Linked DNA regions of Gossypium hirsutum: region 1 is linked to region 2. Evidence: chromatin contacts called from public Hi-C data. All regions are on one chromosome and are shown on one strand. The core of a region is the stretch at or near the end of the contact, and the rest is flanking DNA. Distances in the headings are between cores, read along the strand shown.

What was found. Hi-C and Micro-C count contacts between places; a contact is called where the count stands out from the background.
Region 1: a contact with region 2 is called in a Hi-C map of leaf, with 4 times the contacts expected there. The contact joins the enhancer-like site here to the promoter of LOC107913396 in region 2. A contact is called at or near these places in 12 of 34 Hi-C or Micro-C datasets (anther, callus, hypocotyl and 2 more).

Annotation. Positions count from the first base shown.
Region 1 is chrD11:32,141,868-32,147,955 of Gossypium_hirsutum_v2.1, forward strand. It overlaps LOC107913400, which reads right to left. Exons shown (of 23, transcript XM_016841970.2): 17 at 5,976-6,081; 18 at 5,405-5,542; 19 at 4,429-4,587; 20 at 4,147-4,347; 21 at 3,607-3,801; 22 at 3,456-3,527; 23 at 2,931-3,305. The coding sequence ends at 3,183. Among protein-coding and RNA genes, the nearest start is that of LOC107913400, 11 kb to the right of the region's middle. Within about 2 kb of position 2,829, at least 4 of the 9 cell types and tissues checked have an H3K27ac peak or open chromatin away from gene starts, as enhancers often do.
Region 2 is chrD11:32,003,279-32,009,752 of Gossypium_hirsutum_v2.1, forward strand. LOC107913396 (IMPACT family member in pol 5'region) reads right to left here and starts at 4,348. Exons shown (of 5, transcript XM_041104045.1): 1 at 3,927-4,348; 2 at 3,734-3,849; 3 at 3,547-3,652; 4 at 3,397-3,450; 5 at 1,630-2,534. The coding sequence starts at 4,229. The coding sequence ends at 2,376. LOC107913395 (kinesin-like protein KIN-14B) reads left to right here. Exons shown (of 24, transcript XM_041104044.1): 24 at 444-1,113. The coding sequence ends at 899.

The sequences.
Region 1 (6,088 bases), core at 1,579-4,078, 140 kb after region 2:
GAAGAATATGTAAAAAGAAATTTAATTAGGATTTTAGTTCGTTTTAAATTTTATTTAGGGAAATAAGTCATTTTTTGAGAAAGAATGTGAAAGCACGTCTAGCTGGGCGCGTTTTCCCTTTAAGTTGTAATTTTTGACTTTTTTTAATGTAATCAATTTTTTTAGTTGGATGGTTAAATATTGGTGGTTTTGTCCTTGAGTCCTAGGTTTGATTCCTCTCCCACTCACATTTATATTTTTTTATTTCATGTTGCTTTAAGCTTCTTCTTCTTATTCTTTTTTTAATGAATGTTTTTAACATATTAGTTTCCTTAGTTAAATGGTTAAATGATAATGATTTCATCATTGAGACCTAGATTCAATTCCCCTTTTCTAGACACATTTTTAATTTTTATTTAATATTGTTTCAAGTTTTTTTTAATTAATAATTTTTTTTTCAATTTTAATTCATCTTTTTAATTAATAAATATTTTATTCATAAAATCAAATAATTATTACAAATATGATTATCTTTAGTAAATATAATTTTTATATGTGTAATACTTATTTTTCAATCCATATCATGAGTGTAGTAAATATTTTTGTATGTGTATTTAAAATATTTCACATATAAACATAATGGTATTTCAAATAATTAATTGAAATATTTCACATATAAAAATATTTGAAATATAATACTCACAAGATGAAAAAACAATTATTTCATTTTATAATATTAGAAATCACCATACCCACAATATACGTGGAGAAAATAAATATTTGACATATAAATATTATATATAAAGAAAAATATATCAAAAAAATAGTTGATGTTTATATTATATATATAGAGTTATTATTAATTTCAAATATTTTTAACATAATGATATATGTAAAATATATATTTATTATATAATTACATATTTATTATTTGATTTTATAAATAAAAGAGTTGTTAATTAAAAAGATGAATTAAAATAAAAAAATTAAAAAAATATTTATTAATTAAAAATAAAAAAACTTGAAGTAGTATGAAATAAAAATTACAAATGTGTTTAGAAAAGGGAAATTAAACCTGGATCTTAATGATGAAATCATTATTATTTAACCATTCAATTAAGAAAGCTAATATGTTAAAAACATTCATTAAAAAAAGAAGAAGAAGAAACTTAAAACAACATGAAATAAAAATATAAATATGAGTGGGATGGAAATCGAATCTGAGGCTCAAGGATAAAACCACCAACATTTAACTACCCAACCAAAAAAATTAATTGTATTTAAAAAAAAGCACCTACCAACTGTGATAATTGCACCAACAGAATCGGATCACAAAGGCATTATAATCCCCAATCTCAAACAATTGGATAGAAACATTAAAAGAAAAAGATGATGGGACTAGAAACGAAAATTGATGACTCCTTTTAATCAACTGTGGCAATTCCCTCCAAAATTCAGAATCTCGTTCTTCCACTATCCCTTTCACCCAAATGTCCAAATCTTGCGATAATGGATTGTATGTAACAGATATTTCATATTATTCTATATTCTTTTTTAATTATTTAATAATATTTTAATAATTTAATATAGTGGTACATGAAGTATAAATTTTAAAGACTTTTTAAATAATTGATATAAATCATTTGTAAAATTAATGGCACATAAAATATTTAAAAACTTAAATATAATAAATCATATTTAAATAATTTAAAATAATGATGCATAAAATATAAATTAATCTTATTTTTTATATACTTTTAAGATTTAATATAAATAAAGATATTTTGATAATTTTTACTTCCAAATGTAAAAATTAAAAACACTTAAATCTTAGCTTTTGTAATTGGGTGGAAAAACACTTTTCCACCACAAATTTTGACCCCAAAAGCTAGGTGTTTCATTGTTTCTACGGTGAAAAAGCACTTTTAGCTTCCCAAGCGCAATGAAGAACAGGGCCTTAGTAGAGTAGTAAGGTTTTTTTATATGAATTTGTTGGTTTTGTGTCTGATTCTCAAATATTGTTTCTCAATTATTTTATTTGAAAATTATATAAATGTATGAAAAGATAAAAATACCCTTATAGTAATATTAATTACCCTTTAAGGTAAGGGTATTTTAGTAATTTCACAGTTGAAATGGTGTCAGGGACTTAATAATAGTATACATATAGAACTGATGGAAGTAATAAATGATACATGTTGAAATAAAAATATATAAAAAAAGGTTAGAGTAAAGCTTAGGTTGAATGGTTAATTTAAGATTTTATTGATCTAATTGGTATGTATATTTTAATTACGGAAGGAGATCCAAATTAGTAAAGGGGTTTATGAACTTCTCTTGAGAAAAACTTCATTACTAACTTACAAACGGCAGGAAAGTAAATTTCTTTTTTTCATGGATGACAACTTGGCAACTTTCCGGTATAAAATTAGGTTATTCCGGATTTTAATTTAATATAAAAATAATTTATATTGGAAATTCTGATATTTAAATATTGTATCACATCATAAAGTTTATTTTAGAGAATATCTTAATTCCTAGAGAATTGAAAACCTGAAATTTTAATTTCTCCACATTTGGAACTGCATCAAGCTAAACAACAATTTAGAGGAAAAAATTATAAGAAACCAATTTTGCTTTTACCCCCTAAATTGTTTTCAATTTTATTAATTACAATCTGCCACCATTTCTTTTTAATTTGATTTAATACCACAATCACCGTTACGCCATGTCAGACGATAAAACAGTTCAAGAAATTTTTTATATGGTATAGGACCTTGTACCAAACTTTATCCCAAGGCTTTGCGTCGTCAAAAATTCAGTCCCCCGCAATGACTTCTTTCCCTCGATTCGTAAGGCTTGAATCGAATGATATGGTCCTGACTGCTTTCATTTTCAACTTTTAGCTCCTGGCTGCCTTATCATGATTAATTCCAAAACCTAAGGAGACGTAAAAAACTAACACCACCTTAGTTTTCCTTTGCTAGTTAGCTGGTTACAAGACTGTAGGAAAATGGATATCAAATCTCTGACTTCCCAAAATTTCATACATTTCTTCCACAAAAACAAAAGGCAAAGAAATGATGGCCTCCAATGGAGACCTCTACAAAATTTCTGAAAACCATCGCTTCTGGTAGTCATTCCTTTCCAAGCAGTGTGTAATTCGACTAAATCTGTACAGGCAGATACATACTTCTCATAATTTACAAAATCCTCGCAAACATCGACCGCACTTCTATCACAGATGGAGGTGGCTCCAAATCTTTTTCCTGGAGTGCATTCCCTAGCAACTTCTGCATCTGTGCCGCAAAGATTTCGTCCAACACCTGCAGTTTAGCAATGCTTTCAATAACATGTAAACTACCAAGGCTAACGAACAATCGGTTAATACCATATATAGAAATGACAAAGTTCAAGTGTTTGTCCGAGGGATCCAAATTTATATCAGAATGTTCACTGGTCGAGGAGAGACTTACCGAAATCGCAATCCTTAAGCCCTTATACCAGGACATGTTCTCTCTTCGGTTTTCCATAAAGTGTAGAACATCCTGTAAGAAATAGAAAAAAAATGTTATATACGTTTGCATGATTTTAAATTAAGGATATGAAGATATTCGCCAGTTCTACCTGTCCCATCCGGTCCCAAAAATTTCGAAGGACGGTTATGAACACATGTGGCTCAAAAACAGAATGGAGGTTCTCTATCGTATTTATCAAAAGATCTTTCAAAGGCTGCATTCTACTTCTTACATCCGACTCAACAACAGTTTCCTTTGAGTCTTGGATTATCTTCTTCAATTTTGTAGCAGTCTGAACTTTTGTCTATAAAAATAAAGAAATAGAAGCATGAGAATATCTTTAACAAAACAGTGGATATAATATGTAAATACTTGTGCATTCACATATTCCAGGATGCTAACAATGCATCTAAATATTAAACTAGGAATGTGTAATCTTCATACTATTATCCGAAAAAATTATTTAAAAAAGAAAGAAGAAAAGAAAAGCTGGAAATTAGAGACTCAGAACAAAAGCAAGGAGATAATACTGTGTACTAGATTCTACTGCATAATAAACAAAACGAGTCCAGAATCACAGACGTTGGAAATCTCAAAAGCATGATATGAAACCAATAATAGATTCCACTGCGTACTAGAGGATACTCACATTCTCTGCAAGTTTCTCCACTATTGCTTGAATATGGTTTCTGAAGTCAGCCCTCAGCATTACTGTAATTTCACTGAGACGCTCTCCTGGAATTGCATTTCCACCAGGTGGAGTGCAAGGACACCATGACTTCAGCTTGGTTTCTATCTTGGGATGCAGTACAAAAAGTATCCTTTTCATGGAATTCAAAAGAACTCCCAACTGAAAAAATAATTATTTTTCTTTAGTTGTTAGGGGGTAAAAACCGGACAAATCAGAAAAAATGCGTGAAGAAAACTTTACCTCATCCGGAACAACGTAGATGACAGCAGTTCCTTTGGTGAATTTCTGAACATATTTGCCAATTATCTTAGGAGCAAGGCCATCCTTCAGTGGAGCTAGAACATCAGCATATTGTCTCTCTAAAGCTTTAATAATGGCTTTCTCAACATCTGCTACAGCCTTTTCATAGCAACAAGTAGCAACGAGACATAAACAGGTTTGGTTAGCATAAAGCAGATTAAACACATGTTTATAGTTGTTATGTGATGGATGCTATTTATAATGCTAAATATTAATTTTAATTGATATATAACTAAAAGTAATAACTGTTTTTGGGACCAAATTTATTGTTACGAATTTATGGTTTAATACGTTGTATAGTTCAATAAAACCAACTTTGAATACCTACAATTTGATTTTATTTATGTTTAATTTGGATTAAAACAACTGCACTATTTCAAAAACAACTAAACTCATCTTCTCGCTAAACACTTACGTAATTCAAAAAAATCTAATTAAATGTTACTATAATTTTATTTACTATTAATTAATTGATATTACGTTTGTTATATGCTAAAACTAATTTAATAATATAATGAAGAATAAAAGATATTCCCAACACATCAAAAGTTTCTCCAAATTTGTGCTTTTGTATATTATATATTAATCACAATTCTTTAGGTAACTTCTAATTAACTAGCAAAAATGATAGATTGGCATAAAAAAGTTGTAAATCTAATACCATAATAATAGTAAGATGTCATATTAAGCAAGAACCTAACTTAAGGCTCAAAATCAGAAGTACAAAATTCCCCTGAAAACTGATACTGTCATGAAACTAGGTAACATGTTATTTTGTAGTTTCAGGTCCATTTTATGAAATATTGTTGGGTTCATTTTTTTTAATTCTATATGTCATTCCTGTATTACATAATTCTAAAAATCTGTAGCAACAGTCAAATATATCATAACAAAACAAAAGGTCAGAACGACGTACATTTTCCAAGATGATTGTGAATTCTGGCCAGCGAGAAATGATAATTTCATATTCATTCAATGTCTCTGTTAGCCGATCATACATATCATCTATGAAAGGAGTTGTTGATTGTGATGTTTTAATATCAGAACATTTAACCTGCAACCAATTTCAAGAAAATTGCCTTTGAGTGGGGAAAATACAAAACCTTGGCTTACAATCAATTTTAATTAGTCATGCACACTTGGCAATTCTCTGGCCTAGGCAGTCCGCATACACACACATATACATATACATATATATATTCAGAATGCTAATGAATGATGAACTGCTTAGATCAAACCACAAAGAACGAAAGTTCAACCCATCAGGGTAAAATGTGAGGATCCCAAATTGTTTTCCAAGCAATACCGACAGTGGTTTTCTTAATCAAATAAAAGCAAACAATGCACAAGTGTCCAAGAATTACTTGGTCTGAACCATTAAAAACTCAAGTAAAGAATGCACATCTGTTTTTGACCTTTCCTAGATAGGGCCTTTTTCCATGAACTTCATAATGCAGTAATGCAAGTCTGCAACATGAAATTTGTACCTTATCTAGCTTGCATGAATCAAGTAAAGAATGGCGCTTCTCTTCAATCCAACATGTTATATAAGAGTGAAATAGTTCTTTTGCCTCGACTCCCCCTTTAACAGGTCTGAAAA
Region 2 (6,474 bases), core at 3,098-5,597:
CTAGTTTGTAACTATGTTTCTGTAGCTTTTCTATATATTTATGTGGATGGCCAGGGCCAGGTATGGAGATGCCTGTCCCATATTTTATTATCCCTGAAATGTCTGAATCCTATGTTTTCCAAAAGCTTAAAGTGTTCCATACCAACACAAATTCTTCTGAATGAGACATGTAGTTTGTGTATTTGGTGCATAATGAGAACTCTTCGAACCTGTACTTTATGGTTATAGGGTTGTTGGTAACAAAATTGCCCAAACAACATGAGCAAAGTAGACTACCAAGTGCTCTAGAAGGAACAATGATTTCATTGTTGCATCACTTTATCTGCCCTTTTGACAATTGAATGACAAAGTGCTGCACTACATCTTATATTTTATTGAGGTTAGCATTTATAGTGCTTCATTTGTTTTTCTCACCCTCTTTAATCTGCTATGTACTTCTGAAGTCGGTTCGTGAAGAGGATGATCCGGCACCAGAGATACACCATGCTCAAAGGCCATCTGCGGAATTGGGATCTGGTACTGATACAGATGTTGCACAATGGAATGTATTACAATTCAACACAGGCTCAACAACCCCATTTATCATCAAGTGTGGAGCAAATTCCAATTCCGAACTGGTTATCAAAGCAGATGCAAAGGTTCAGGAACCCAAGGGTGGTGAAATTGTGAGGGTTGTTCCTAGACCCTCTGTTTTAGAAAATACGAGCTTGGATGAAATGAAACAAATATTCTCTGAACTTCCAGAGGCTCTGAGCTTACTTGCCCTAGCCAGGACTGCAGACGGCACCCGAGCTCGGTATTCCAGATTGTATAGGACATTGGCGATGAAGGTTCCATCGCTAAGGGATCTAGTTGGGGAGCTCGAAAAGGGGGGAGTATTAAAAGATGTAAAGTCGTGAATGCAAAGGGTGTTAGTTTTATTTTTCTGATGTTGGAGTGTGTGTGGGGGTTGCGATTTGCAGGGACAAAGTGGGTGTTGTTGTAAACCTGTGATTTGACGTGCTTTGTAGGGATTTGCGGAGTCAAATGTATTGGAAGGTGGTGCTACTGTTGATGCCCCTTGTATCACATCACAAGTTGATAATAGTGGCAATTTTATGCAGGCATCCATAATTTTTGAGTACCGAATTTTACATTCAAATATAATTTCCAACAGCAACAGAATCATACAAGTTTAAGTAGAGCTCTAGGTATTTAGCTTAGTTTAAAGAAGTTTTATACGTGGTAAATAAAACTTCTTAATTACAATTGGTTAGGATAGTTTACTAGAATCTTAGTCTATAAATTCAAAATGGCATGTTTCTAGAGATTTTTTGTAATTTTTTTTGGCAACGATCATCTATTTTTATTTATAATTCGTAATTCAATTTATCTTAAATTCAAAATTCAGACTCGTTTCTCATCTTTGATTTCCTGCTTCCGAAAATTCAAAGACCAAGAATTTAAGATCTTGTCAACCGCCATTACTTATATTTCTCTCTAGTTTCGATTTTTCTTTTTTGTACTTTCTATCTATCAATTCCAATTTCCTTATAATCTTGTCCCTTTTTAGCCTGGCTTCAAACTTTATTTGCATCCTAAAAATTCAATTCATGATATAATTCTTCCCTCGATTTTGATCCAATTAAATAAATTCAACAATGGGATCCTCAAAAGGAGATTTTATTTTATAATACTATGAACTGAATTGTAATTTTAATCGAGATGCATCTTTTCAAAGGACAACCATATCCCAAACCCCCCCCTTCTTTCTAAACGGCTCATTGTTTACTGGCTACGCCATTTCTCATTCCTTCATCAACCTCATAGTTGTATGGGACTAGTCTCAGTCCACTCCCAGTTTGCTGATTATCCTCTCGCATTTGCTACTAATCATCGCCTCGGCCTACGGGCATTAGCAGCCATTTGCTGCTATTATCCCCCTCCAAAGGGAAGATTCTTACCCGTTACCCCTGCGCCATTGGAAGCATCCAACTTGCATGTGTTAAGCATGATATCTATTTCACTAATCTGAAGTTGTAGTTGGAACAAGATATACAGACCTATTTTGGTCCCAAAAAGTTATTTCTTTCACCCTGCCTCCCTTCACATAAAACTTTATGCTTCCCTTACTCAATTTCATGGTTGCATTTCTACGAAAAATGAATAGCTCACTATGTAAACTAAAACTTAGTAATCAAGTCTATAAAACAAGGGTTCCCATGATATTATTGTCACCATCAATAACTTGAAAACTATGTATGACATGTGAGGCAACGAACAAATGCATTTTCCGAAAGGAGATTTGCAGCACATACCAATCTTAAATCGGTTGAACCAAAGCTGGGAAATTTTGTAGACAGGATCTATCTTTTCGGTGAAGTGTGAAGTCAGTTTCAATGCTTATAAAATACGAGTTCTCTACTACAGTTGGCTTTGATAGCCTCTTCTAGTTTCTCAGATCGATCGAATTCAACCTTGAAGGAAACCATGGTGGTCCCATCTTTGCCTGTATCATAATCCTGTTTGATGTCCTCAACTTCGAAAGATTGTAACTGCAGCAAAGAAGAACAAGGTTACCATGTGATACATTTTGAAGGTCCACTTTCTAGGGCAAAGACAACGAGAGTAACAAAATATTAGAAGAATTTCAACAATGCAACTTACATACACCAATTTTAATTAGTTATCACCTCTACATAACTAAAACCAAATATAAATATAAAGTTGAGAGCAAATAAAAAGAAGGCATAAAATGGGAGAGAATTATATAGCTTGTTTTGATCCCCAAAAGTTAAATAAATAGTTTAAAATCATCTTATCCCTAATTAAGAGATACCATTCTTTTGAACCCAGAGTTTAACTCGGTTGGTTCATGCAATTACCCTTAAGAGGTGGTATTCACATAATCTGGGATCCAAATCACAGCATCTGTAATCCTTAGTTTACAACCTACTTTGTAACATGCTGGTTCCAGAAAATGATTCATTCGAGGTCACAATATGACTCAGATGAACTGAAACTAACACTTACAAATAGACATGAAAAAATTGACTTGTTACTAAAGGGACATGTCACTAGAGAAACAAGCAAGCGGCATCCAAGGATGTTACAATCATTATTCATACACATCCTAATGGTGATAATCAGATGAGAAACTACAACCACACACATTCCAATCATGCTAATCGGATCAGAAACTAAATTACATAACCAACACAATCTGACGGCGATAAGCCAATAATTGGATGAGAAACCACATTAAGAGAAATTTATATAAAAGAAGCATAAAATTTTTCTACTTTTTATTTGTAAACATTATATGCAAACAACTAACAGACACTAAACACTAACCATAAAATATCAATTTACTTGGCATTTAGAAGGACTAATTTAAACAGGGAAAAAATTGCTCACTTGATGGTATAGAACTCCCAAAAGATCGAAAGGAACCTCCACTCCCATTGGAACCTTCAAAAATTCCAATCAAATATCAACATTTCCAAATATTAAAATCATAAAATTTAAAAATTAAAATTGTCATACATAGATTATTTCCATTCTTACTTTAGATTTTACAAGACAAGTTGGAGCATTTCTCAAGCATTCCGAGGCCACTCCACCATAAGCCCTAACAAGTCCTCCCGTTCCCAATTTAATTCCCCCAAAATACCTGAAATTTATTTGAAGATTCATGTTATTTGTCCCTTCAATTTTGATCATGGCAATATATGTCAAAAGTAAATAAATATACCTAATAACGACCACCATGATTCTGTCTAAACCTGAAGAAACAATTGCAGAATGAATCGGCTTCCCCGCCGTTCCAGAAGGTTCGCCGTCATCATTCGACCGATACTGATCCCCAACCTATTAAACTTTTGATAGGTCAATTATGAGGTAAGATGAATGAGATGATAGAAAAGCGTGGTGTCATATTAGATTACCTTGTAAGCCCAACAATTGTGAGTGGCACGCGGATCCTTGACTTGGTTGAGGAAAGAGTGAGCGGACTGCTCGTTAGAGATGGGACCAGCGATGGCGATGAATTTGCTCTTTTTTATTTCTTTTTCGAATGTTACTGTTTCTTTAATGGTGGTGAAGGCGCCTGCGTTGCTGGGGGTGCCGGAGCTGCTGGCGGTAGTGACCATTGGTTTTTTGGCGGTGTAGAGGGCGGAAATTGAGGCGGAGAGGCAGTGGTTGACCTTGTGGCAGTAGCGATAGCCAGGTGTTGTTATTACAACTGGCATTTGCTTGTTTTTGGTTCTTTTCGTTTCAATAAAATCAGTGACAAACAAGCCTTTTTCGTACTCCGGCAGCCGTTTCAAAAGGTAGTCCACTCGTATTTAAACGAGACGTTGCAACAACCATTTTACTATTTTTCTTATTAAAATTTAATCTATATATTTTTATTTTTCGAAATTTAGTTCCTCTATTAAGCGAGTTTTTTTATTTTAAAATATTACACTAATAAATTTAATAAACAATTAATAACAATTAATTTGAATGTAATAAAAAATTAATACAATTTTATCTAATTATTCTAGTGTATATTTGTTGGGTTATTCACTCTTTAATATTTAATATATGCTCATTATTATCATTTGTTGGTAATTGATCAAGTTAATCATCATCTGAATTTTAATCTACATCATTAATATTATCAAGATATTCTTTTTTCATGTACTTTTCGAAGCACATGGATCATCTCAATTCCACTTAATGATTGAAGTTATGAAATAAGCAACATGTTAGTACCATACAACCTTTTTTTTATATTATAATAAGGTGATGTTAATAGCGGAAATATTTTTTTAGATCAACAAATTTCTTCTCAATCACATTTCGAAGCCTTGAATATCTCAAATTAAAGAGTTTGTAAGCTGTTCAAAGTGCTACCAACGACATGTCCTTAATCTAATTGTAATAAGGAGGCAACCATTATAACATTTATAAGGATTTTGAATTTCTTGGGTTAGTATGGAATATATATATATTTATATAAGATAAATTTTTAGATTTTTGTGCAAATAAACAAGTGAGATAAGCTATGTATACAATGATAAGATCACTTTAAATTTTGGAGATTTTCACCTCCTATTTAAGAATATTGTTTAAAGATTGAGTTAGGTAAGGGTTTCTAAACAGACCTTGACATATATAGATGTCAATATTTATTTAAATTTTCGAGATTTTCTTTAAAGATAGTCTAAGATTTAGTTTTGTAGGATTTTAAAAGAACCTTGAGTGTGGAAATTGGTTTAAATATTAAAATGCTACAAAAACACATAAACAAGGGTTTTAAATTTTTTACTGTGAGTTCAACACCCAAGAATGTTAAAGGTACTTGTAATCGTTACCCTGTTTCCAATGAACTTGCGGATGCAAGAGATACAAGGGGCCCTAACACCTGTAATATGTATTAATTTGATATTTAATAGTTATTAATACCTTTATTACGTTTTGTTTTTAAAATTTAACTTGTTTTGATATTTTGATGGGATATATAAATTTATCTGTTAAAAATATTTGTTTGGTACACGAAAAGTTACCTTTATTAATTTTATAATCTATAATACATATCTATAGTTAGAAACAATCCCAAATGGATCTCTTTAAACACCTGTCCAAACTTAATGTAGTGACATTGGGTTTTTGTTTCAAGCGGATGAAAAATTACAAATTAAGTTGAAGCAAATATTTATAATTTAAGTTATGATAATAAATAATTAGAAATATGAGATTTTTAAACTTTGTACACAAAATTGGAAGAGTAATAAATTACGAATAAATAAATATTGTTATGAATATCTTATTAAGTGGATGTCCATCATGATCAAGATAAACTTTTAATGTACTTTAAATTCTAATAGCTATTAGAATTAATCTCTATTTCTTTTATACTTCTTATGTCTATAAATAGAGACTCTGATGAAGCATTGTAATCACCCTTTTTATCAATAAAGGACATTCTCTATTGCTTTCATATTTCCTTTGTTCTTTATTCTCTCCATCTCTCTTTATTTTATAACACGTTATCAGCGTGATCTGAAAGATTATTTGCTACATATATGGCTTTTGCCTAAAATATTTTATTTTTGTTAATATTCTTTGAGGAAGGATATGAGAATGTTGTAATAAACTCTATCATTATATATAGAAAGAATTTATCTTATTTAGCACTAAAACAAACAAATATTATTTTAATATTTGATAGTACAAAATTAGACGAAAGTTTTAGAAGAGCTAATATATTAATATTTTATGATGGTTAATCCATTGGTTTTAAAAGATATTTATAATGGATCTTATATTGAGATTGTGAATGAGGAAAATATTATATTTCATATGAATCACTATTGTTATAAATATTTATTTTGAAAGGATGAAAAAAAGAGGACTGTGTTATTAATTTATATTTATTTTATAATCTTTATGATCTTCCTTTGTCATCATCTCCATTAAGGGGTTGGAAGCAAATTATTTGACTGTGAA